Regions from separate parts of the Manis pentadactyla genome. Here region 2 is linked to region 1. The links are chromatin contacts, called in public Hi-C maps. All regions are on one chromosome and are shown on one strand. The core of a region is the stretch at or near the end of the contact, and the rest is flanking DNA. Distances in the headings are between cores, read along the strand shown.

What was found. Hi-C and Micro-C count contacts between places; a contact is called where the count stands out from the background.
Region 2: a Hi-C map of blood shows a contact between it and region 1, with 3 times the contacts expected there. The contact joins the promoter of NFKB2 here to the promoter of PITX3 in region 1. A contact is called at or near these places in 3 of 3 Hi-C or Micro-C datasets (blood, fibroblasts and skin fibroblasts).

Annotation. Positions count from the first base shown.
Region 1 is chr8:112,812,980-112,817,472 of mManPen7.hap1, forward strand. PITX3 (paired like homeodomain 3) reads right to left here and starts at 3,232. Exons shown (of 5, transcript XM_036898978.2): 1 at 2,968-3,232; 2 at 1,500-1,612. The coding sequence starts at 1,508.
Region 2 is chr8:112,954,136-112,958,958 of mManPen7.hap1, forward strand. It overlaps NFKB2 (nuclear factor kappa B subunit 2), which reads left to right and starts at 2,131. Exons shown (of 23, transcript XM_036898510.2): 1 at 2,131-2,279; 2 at 3,499-3,591; 3 at 3,873-3,954; 4 at 4,071-4,111; 5 at 4,373-4,471; 6 at 4,551-4,702. The coding sequence starts at 3,571.

The DNA.
Region 1 (4,493 bases), core at 1,982-4,481:
AAACTCAGGACCTAATGGATCCTTCAGGTTAGCTGCCTTCTCCATGTCCTACATTCTGGAAGCATACATCATTTAGAGCAAATGGAGAAGAAAAGATTTGGGGTGGATCCATCCTTCTCTCATGCCCACCCCCAGCTCAGCTCCAGCCTGCCTCCCTAGAGTCATATTCTCATCCTTGAGCAGAAAGCAGGCAAGGATCATATCAGGATATTTGGCCTGGTTAAGCATTTGGGGTGCTCCCCAGAGCTCTTCTCAGAGAGGGGCAGGGATAAATTGCTGGCATCTGAAGCCTAGGATAGGGTGTTCCATCTGTCATTGAGAATCTTCCTATGGTTGGTTCAGAGATGCTATCAGGCTGATCTAATACTTGAGACCCCATCCTTCCAAATGAAGATTCTGTGGTTACAGTTTGGGCATAATAACAGCGATAATGCTTCTTATTTCTGTGGTACTTCTATGTTTGCTACAGGTTTTTGCATACGTGGTTTTATTTAACTTTTATAACCACCTTAAGTGGCAGAAAAGATCATTCTCATTTCACATCTAAGAAGATGAATTTGTTCAAGGTTACACAGATTGAAGAGATTTAAATTCAGTTCTCCTAAGACTAGGGACAGAGCTCTTTCCACTCCTCACCCCCTCAACCTCAGCAGCCATTTGTGGCTCTGACATGCACTGATCCTCCTCCCAAACCCTGAAGGATTCCATTCCTACTTCCTGCCTCTACATCTCTCTGGAAACGAGCTCTGGAAATTTGCTGCCCACTGTGTGCCAAGGAACATTTTCCTATTCATCCTGAGCTTGCATCATTCCAGTTCTAAGAGGCCCCCTCATCTCCGGTTTCAGGATTTGGGGAGCAAATGAGTCTTCTGCTTATCTAGGCCTTTCATTATTCTGTGGATTCCCATCCTATCTCACCTTCCAGAGGCCTAAACTTGGAAGGTTGCTCTCTCCAGCAGCCCCTAGCTCCCCATTCTGCTGACCATTCTCTGACCTTCTCTAGGTCCATGACATGCTCCCTAAGAGCCAGTGACTAGGCAAGCACTCAGTTGCATGGTTTTATTCATGGATGGGAGAAAGTTCTGTCTTGTTTCCAGTCATCTTCATTACAATGCTGTTGTTTTTGGTCTTTTTGGCAAAAGCAGAACTTTGGGCTAAGATCTTAAGGGAACCATCTGTGATGCTGTCCCTATTTCTTTCCTGACTTCAGAGCCTTTTATCTCACCCATAATTTCAGTGATTTCAAAGGTGATGGTAGCACAAGGCTCTGAAACGTATATCAGAATATGGTGGGGGTAATTGGGGTGTGCCTATATATTTATCAAAAGAGGGCAAGGGAGAAAAAAGGCTGATAAACAATGTCCTAGCCAGTGATAAGCAAACGTTAAAATTGAGGAATGGAGGTGGGAGTGTGGGGAGTATGTATCATATACTTATGAGTGGAGAGTGAGAAAGGTTGAGACCCACTTGTTTAGATTACTCATTGCTAAACACATCACCTTATCCATGTCCCCGTGAAAACTCAGTCCCCAGCTGGGTTGTTTTGCTCACTTGCACAGAATTTCCTTCCTACCTTCTCTCAGCCACCAGGGTGGTGTTGGGATTGGTGGAGCTGGGGAAGCAAAAAGGGAAAGGAAACCATAGGATTTGCTTTGATAAAGGGCTGCAGTTTTCTCTTCAGACCTGGGCTCCTGCCCTCTTCAGGGAAGGAGCTTTTACCTGGGGACACCTCGGCAGGAGTCTGGGGGTGTCTAGTCAGCTGTATTGGAATAAGGGGTTGACTTTGAGTTTGCCAGGGAACCGAGGCTGTTGAGTTTGTGTTGGGCTCCTCCTTGCCCTCTGTGGTTCATTTCTTCCTTTCCTGGTGTTGACTCCTACTAGCAGTCCCACCATTGGCTTTCTCTCCTCAAATTTGGATTCTGGAATTTTGGGGGTGATGCTCGGAGCTAGTCTTGGTTAGAGAGGAAATGTCTCCCAGTGCCACTCCACGCCAAAGGCAGGCTGCAACCTTTACTCTCACTCCCTGCTCCTGGCCCCCTCAGCCCCGAGCAGCACAAATAAGTTTGCAAACTGTTGGCTGGGATTCGAGGCGAACCATCACAACGAACCCCACCGCATACGGTATTAGCAGCTGAGCAGGCGCTGCCGGTTAGATGGACCTGCCACTCGGCCAGGGACATTCTGTCCGCCGCCTGCCGACACAGCGCTTACTTCGGAGGGACCCACCTCGCCGCCCCGGACATTCTGTCCGCCCCGAGCCGCGTGCGCAGCGGACATTCTGTCCAATTTCGTGACAGCCCCAAGCCGGGACCCATCCCGGCCCTGACTTTCCAAGCAGAACAAGCCAGACCTGCCTCCTGGTCACTCGGGTTGCCCAGTCTCGGCCCTGCTGTCTGCACAGCGGCCATCTGATCCTGGCGCGGCCGGGCTCTAGCAGCACCGCTCACACAGCAACTGCGAAGCAGCTGGGAAAAGAAGCGTGTGCGACCAGACGCACTTCTGTTCCTAGCCCCTGGAGTCTGAGCCCAGCTGAGGTGCGTCGGGTGTCGCTAACTGCCCGATTGCTGGGAGGCCGCCGCCAGCTCCCCCCTCTGGCCAGGGCCTCGGCAACCCCTTTTCACTGCCTGGCTGCCCGCCCCGCGCCACCGGATTCCAGGGCGCTTTCTGGTAATGGTTCCCCGGCTCTCTACTCCCTGCTGCGTGGAGCTCCTGTCCTGGCTTCATGTCCCCAGTTTCCCTGCGGATCGTCTGAATCCTCATTTCTGTCTCTTAAGTCCTGACGCTGAGTTTCCTTCCCTTTTCCGAACTCCTGGCTTCGGGTCTGTAGTCCGCCCTCCCAGTCACCACCCGTTCCCCAGGTACCGTTCCCGGGTTCAGCCACCCCAGATCCCGTTTTAGGGATCTTTAAGTTCGGCCACGGCCCCTTGGCCGCGTGAACCTCTATCCCCCGCTTGGTCAAGCACTCACAGTGAGTCCCGCAGCAGGCAGACTCCCGGCAGCGCTGGCGGCGGCCGCAGTCTAGAGGGCAGGCAGGGGCCAGGGGCCGGGCACCCGGCCGGGGTGGGGGCCGCCCCCCTGCGCCTGGGCCGCCGCTCGGCTCCGGCACTCCTGGACTCGCTGAGGGAGAGAGGGAGGTTGGCCGCGGACTGCCACCCCCAGCCGGCGTCCATTCACTTTATGGCAGCCCAGGGCGCCCCCAGCCCGCTGCTGCGAGCCTCGCGCGTCGGGCCCCGCCCCCATCCAGCTGCGCTGCCCCGGCTCCACCCTTTCCAGCTGTGAATTTTCAGGCCCCGCCTTCGGGGGAGGGGTCCGGCCGGCGCACCGCCTAGAACCCCTCCCCCTGGCCAATCGGAGGCGCTCCTTAGCATCCGGGCCACGCCCCCCCCACGTGGCTGAAACCGCGCTCCAGCGAGAACGCTTTGGCAGAACCGAGCAGGCGAGAGTAGAGTGGAATGTGTAGTCCGGTGGAGTCCGGTGGAGCAGCGTCCGCCGGCGGCTAGTTGTGGGGGGGCGGGCCAGGCCGCCCACGCTAGCGAAGTGGAGCGATGCTAGGGGATAGGGTTCCCGGGGTACCAGATGCAAGGGCTCCGCGGCCGGGAGAGGCCGCAGGGTTTCAGCGCTCACTCGGTTGCCGCTCAAGTTTCGCAGATTTTTTCCACTTGTTGCTGTCTGTCTCTCCTACCTTTTGTCTCTGCTCCAATCCTCCCACGTCTCGCCTTTCGCTCTTCTTCCTTCTCCGTTGCTTTGCTCCTGCTGTTTGTTCCTCACCTTTCTTTTCTGCCACTTTGAAAGGTTAATTTCTCTTTCTGCTCCTCTTTTTCCTCACATCTTTCTCTCTTTGAGCCCCCCGCACCCCCGCCCTCGCCCCTTTCCCAAGTTTGGAATGAGACAAACTAAAGCAACATTCTAACCCTGCCACCACGACACCATCACCAAGTGATCTTGGACAAGTAACTTAACTATACCCCCTACTCCCGTGCACCCTTAAAATTAAAGGGGACTTTTGCTGGATCTCAGGATTTGGGCTAGGCCCTCTCAACTCTGGGTGGTTTGCCTGTCAGTCTTCACCTTTGGCTTGCCCAGGCTATCTTTTCCCAGCCTTAATGATGAAACCAGGTTCAATCCTGCGGGCAAAGTGTGGCCTTGGTGCTTGCTAGTTAGGAAGTTCCAAGGGACAGGACAGATGTTCCAAAGAACAGGTGGAGTCAGGCTGGGTTGCCTGAGGGCCCTAAGCCCTGTCACACAGTATGCTTCTAAAGTAAATCTGACAAGTCATGTCTTTGTTTAAAACTCTTCGATGTCTCCTGACTGCCCTCAGATAAAGGTCAGGCTCCCTAGCATGGCAAACAAGACTTTCAGGACCTGACCTTGTCTTATTCTACAATCTCTCATTGGTTTCCTGCACAGCTCTGGCCTTTATTCTGACAGTAACATATTTCCAACCAGTTTTCATCTTGCCAGCTCTGTCCATCCTCCTAAGCTCCAATCAGGCC
Region 2 (4,823 bases), core at 881-3,380, 140 kb after region 1:
ACTTAGGTTGTTTCCATATCTTGGCATTGTAAATGCTGCAGCGATAAACATAAACTCCCTAATTTTTTTCAAGTCACTGTTCAAATATTACCTCATCAGAGAAGACTTCCTTGACAGCTGCATAGAAAACCCTTGTTATTCTCCATCCCTTATCTACTTTCTTTTTCTCCGTAGCACTTAATCACCAACTGACATATATCCACTTGATTTTTATCTGCAAACAAGGACATTGTTTTCTAGAGTAAGCCCTCACTATTGGTGAGTGAATGGAGTGAATTCATGGTGCCTCTGCCTTGGGCCAGGCATAGTGCTCCAGCTGGGCATAGAAACAGAGATAATCATTAGGTTGGAAATTAGTGAAACAAACAATGAAGAGGTTTCTTAATCCTAGATATATGAAGCTAGAGCAACCGTCAATAAACTACTTTGAATCAGTTAAAATCTCCAGGCCAGCACTGGGACTTATGGGTCTGATTGAGGGGTACAGTTGAGAGTTTCAGTATAATAGAAGTTTCATTGTACTATTCTCTCCACTCTTCATGTTTGAAATTTTCTATAATAAAAGTTTTTTTAACTCTTCAGATAAATTATAGCTCAGCATTTTATAACTAAAATAGCTTAACCCTTTGGGGTGCTTTTAGAGACATGTGGAAACTGGAAGAATTCATGCCGATTTCAGCTAGTGGTTTATGAGCACTCTGAAAGGACATTCGTGATTAGTGGTAACCAGCATTAATTTGGAGTATACCAAACTAACCTCATTTCATTTTAATTTAAAAGTTAAGGATCTGATTTACCAGAGGAATGTAGATAATATATCCCTAGATTTCAGCAAATTGTTGGTATTTTATGATATTCACTTGAGATGCCCAGTGGGGTGAAAAGACCGACCTGCTTTGTTTTATACAAATTTAGGGATAAGAGGTTCATCCTAGAGTTAATAGACTGGGTTTAAATGTTCACTCTGTCCTTTTCTGTGTATCTGGTTGTTACTTCACCTCTCTGAGCCATAATTTCTTCATCAGTAAGGGTAATATTTACCTCCTAGGTTTGTTGGGAGAAAGAATAATTTATACTCAAGTATGTTAATAATACCTGGTGCATTCCATCTATGGGCAAAATGAAGAAGCCAGGGAAGTAACAAGAAATAGCCCAAATCAAAGGCCGTAAGAGTCCCCCTTTAAGCAGAGATAGTGCAGGCCCCTAATTCCATTAGTTCAGGTGCAAGTTGCAGGAAAGATCTGAAAAAGCCTGTGTCCTACCGTTAGCTTAAAGGAGAATGCTCTGTGAATACAGCTGCATAGAAAGAGTTTCTTCTAAAAAGAAACTCTACCAGCCAGAGATGTCTAGCTTTGCTCAGTACTTTGTGAAATCCTATACTGACCTCGCTGCAGCTAGAATTGTTCAAGCAGACTTTGGGTCCATATGCGATTGCGATTTCCTACAACCAAAGGAGTTCAAATATAAATATTTTAGATGCCTTTTCAACTCTCATGTTCCAAGTCTCCGTGGTGGATGAGCAAGGCCTGAGTCTCCCAGATAAACACTTCATGTCCCTCCCCCCGCGCAGAGCTCCTGAGCTCAGTTTTTAAAGTCTGGCTGCTGTGAGCCTACCATTAACAAGAGTACGTTTTAGATCCAGGTTGTCTCCTGCAGGGAAGACAGAGCTACAGAAGAGGATTACGCAGCCTCCCTGCGGCTCCAGAGACGCCGCCAGATGGCGCCCTGGGACCCTCTGCAAGATCAACTTCCTTCCTCTTCCCCTAACTTCCCGGCAGCGGGGCCCCGCTCCGCTCGAGGGACCGAAGGGCTGGGGCCTACCAGCTTCCCCCTGGGGTTCCCCGGCTTCAGAGGTGACCAAGCCTTAGGAGCGGCATAACCCAAGTAATGACGAGTGCTGTTAGCCGTCTGAGTAAGGAGACTGGAGCCAGGGCCTTCTGCCGAGGGAAGGTGCTAGGCTAGCGGATACTGCCTGGAGCTGGTCCCCTTGCGAGAGCTCGCCCCTTGGTTGACCACCCTCCCTACTCTGGGCTCCTTACTCTGAGGGAATAGTTCCCCTCTAAGGGGCGCGCCTGATTGGCTGCGCCAGTCCGGGAGTTAAACTTTCAGCCAATGAAAAAGGGCATGGGGCGTGACGCACGGAAACGTCACGGGAATTGCCCCCTCCCGGGGGCCGAAAAGGGGCTTTCCCGGCTGGAGCCTGGTGGCTAAAGAGGTGTCGCGACCCGTTCAACGTGGGTCAGGCCGGGAGAGAAGCCGGAACCGGAGCCGCCGCCGCGGTGAGTGGGCAGGTTCAGATCCCCGGGCGGCCGGGACATGGAGAAGGGCGGAAGGAGGGCCCTTAACTGACCGAGCCCCAGGGCTGGAGAGCGGCTTATGCACACAGACGCAAAGCAAGCACACGAACAAGATACATGGATATCCTTGACTCAAATGTACAACTACACGTATGGCGGTGTGTGCACAGCAACCGTCCGTGCACTCAGACTCGCACACGCATGCACAAACATGCTCTTCCGTGCACGGATGCCTGGCCCCATACCCTTCACGCACAAACTCAGATATGTTCACCTTTGCCTTTATACATCCAGACATGTCCACACTGATAAGTTTAAGGACGCTCACCTGTACAGACATGAACACTTGCACACGCATGTTGGTGCCATGCACACAAGCACACGGGCCAAAAAACACTTGTATACCTGTGATGGAGGCAATGACTGGGGCCAGGGAACGTGGCCACCCAGAGCCGGTGCGGCGTGGGAATCAACAGCTGTTAGGATGTCTCGGGAAGAGGTAACAGAGGAGCCAATCCCGAGGAGGGGACACCCCTCCTCCCTCAGCCCCACAGCCCCAGAGTCCCGTTTCTGGGCAGAACCCCGGGGCCCCCCACTGGGAAGAGCCCCCGCCTACAGGCCTTCGGAGAGGAGGCCTTCCTACAGCAGGAATGTCCCCCCAAAAGCCCCCAGGGTGAATCAGCCGTGGCCTCCCCGGGGTAGAAAATCCCAAGGTTGCTCCAGGTCGGGGGAGGGGGAAAGGGTGAGTGCATACTAGGCCCTGAACTAGGAGCCTCTCCGGGCTGTGAAAGACCCTCCCGTCCCCGGAGCCTACCCTGGAGGGAACAGGGGGGTCCAACCCCCACGGGGGCTTCCCTAGTTCTGGTTGCATCTGCCGGCAGAGAGGCTGGCTGCACCCAAAGGCCAGCAAAGACCTCCCGCCCCTCCCGCCGCGGGGGCGTGGCAAATGATGTCATTTCCAGGCCCTCCCCCTCCGGCCCCGCCTCCCCCTGGTATTTTCGGGACTTTCCTAAGCTGTTCTAACTTTCCTGCCCCTTCCCCGGCCCAGCCTTGCCCAGCTCCGGATCTCGCCCGCCACACCCGAACGGGTGGCTGGAGGAGATCGGACCCTCCCCCAGATCTAGGCCGCCTGCCCCCCCACTCCGGTACTGATCTGTCTCTCCCTCTCTCCCCTCCTCCCCACCACTCCCCGCCACCTAAGGCGGGCTTCTGAAACTCTGGGAAACAGAACCGGGCCGGAGCCACCAGAAAGAGCCGGGCCTAGCCCAGAGACATGGACAGTTGCTACGACCCAGTGAGTCACGCTGCCTGGCCTCAAAGCCGGCAGGCTGTCCCCTTATGTATGTCTGCTTGTCTGCCTGTCTGTCCCGAGTCCCCACTGCTCACCTACACCTGTAATGCCCTCAGATTATCTCAGCCTGCCTGTCAGTCAGTCTGTCTGCAAACTACTTCCAATAGAAGCTCTCTTATGGGTCTTGGGAGGAGGGAGTAGTTACTAGGAGCTTACAGAACTGGGAATTGGAGGGCTCTGGGGGTGGCTCAGAATCAGCTGCCAACAGTCTGTCTCCACACTAGGGTCTGGATGGCATCATTGAATATGATGATTTCAAATTAAACCCATCCATTGTGGAACCCAAAGAGCCAGCCTCAGAGACAGGTTAGTGAGTCCCCTAACCTCTCCCTGTCTTAGAGGGATGGGGAGGGAGGAGCATGTGCCCTCTGCTTTGTGAATGAGCTCAGAGATCCTGCTCAGCAAGGTCCCTCTGTCCCCAGCTGATGGCCCCTACCTGGTGATTGTGGAACAGCCTAAGCAGGTAAGTGAATGGAAGGGATGGTATAGGATGGCTCAGCTTTGGGGGCAAGTCGGGTAATTGTAGCTGGGTAGCCATGGAGAGGGTAACTGACCACAGAGGCCAGTTTGAGTTGGGATGTTTCACTGCTGCTCATCACAGTGGTGTGGCTGTAGTTCAGGACAGTCACTGCAGTCATGGTCATTGCTAGCCAGGGTATGGCTGGCCGGGGAGCTGTGGGGGTTCTGTCCTGGTCACAATGTCACTCTGCCCTGGGACCTTCAGCGAGGATTCCGATTTCGGTATGGCTGTGAAGGCCCCTCCCACGGAGGACTGCCAGGTGCCTCCAGTGAGAAGGGCCGGAAGACTTATCCCACTGTCAAGGTAAGCCAAGATGGTGCTGGGGGATGGGCTAGTGGACAGTATGTCAAAGGGCATTACTGACAGCCCTGACGCCTCCCAGATCTGTAACTACGAGGGACCAGCCAAGATCGAGGTGGACCTGGTAACGCACAGTGACCCGCCGCGTGCTCACGCCCACAGCCTAGTGGGCAAGCAATGCTCGGAGCTGGGGGTCTGTGCCGTGTCTGTGGGGCCCAAGGACATGACTGCCCAGTAGGTGCCCCCTACCCCTGGCCCCCATTGGCATGCCTCCTAATTTCCTGCCAGTCCTAGGCCCCGGCCCACTTCTATGAGTTTAGCATTGGACCAAGGGGAGACTTACCTTGGCCCCAGA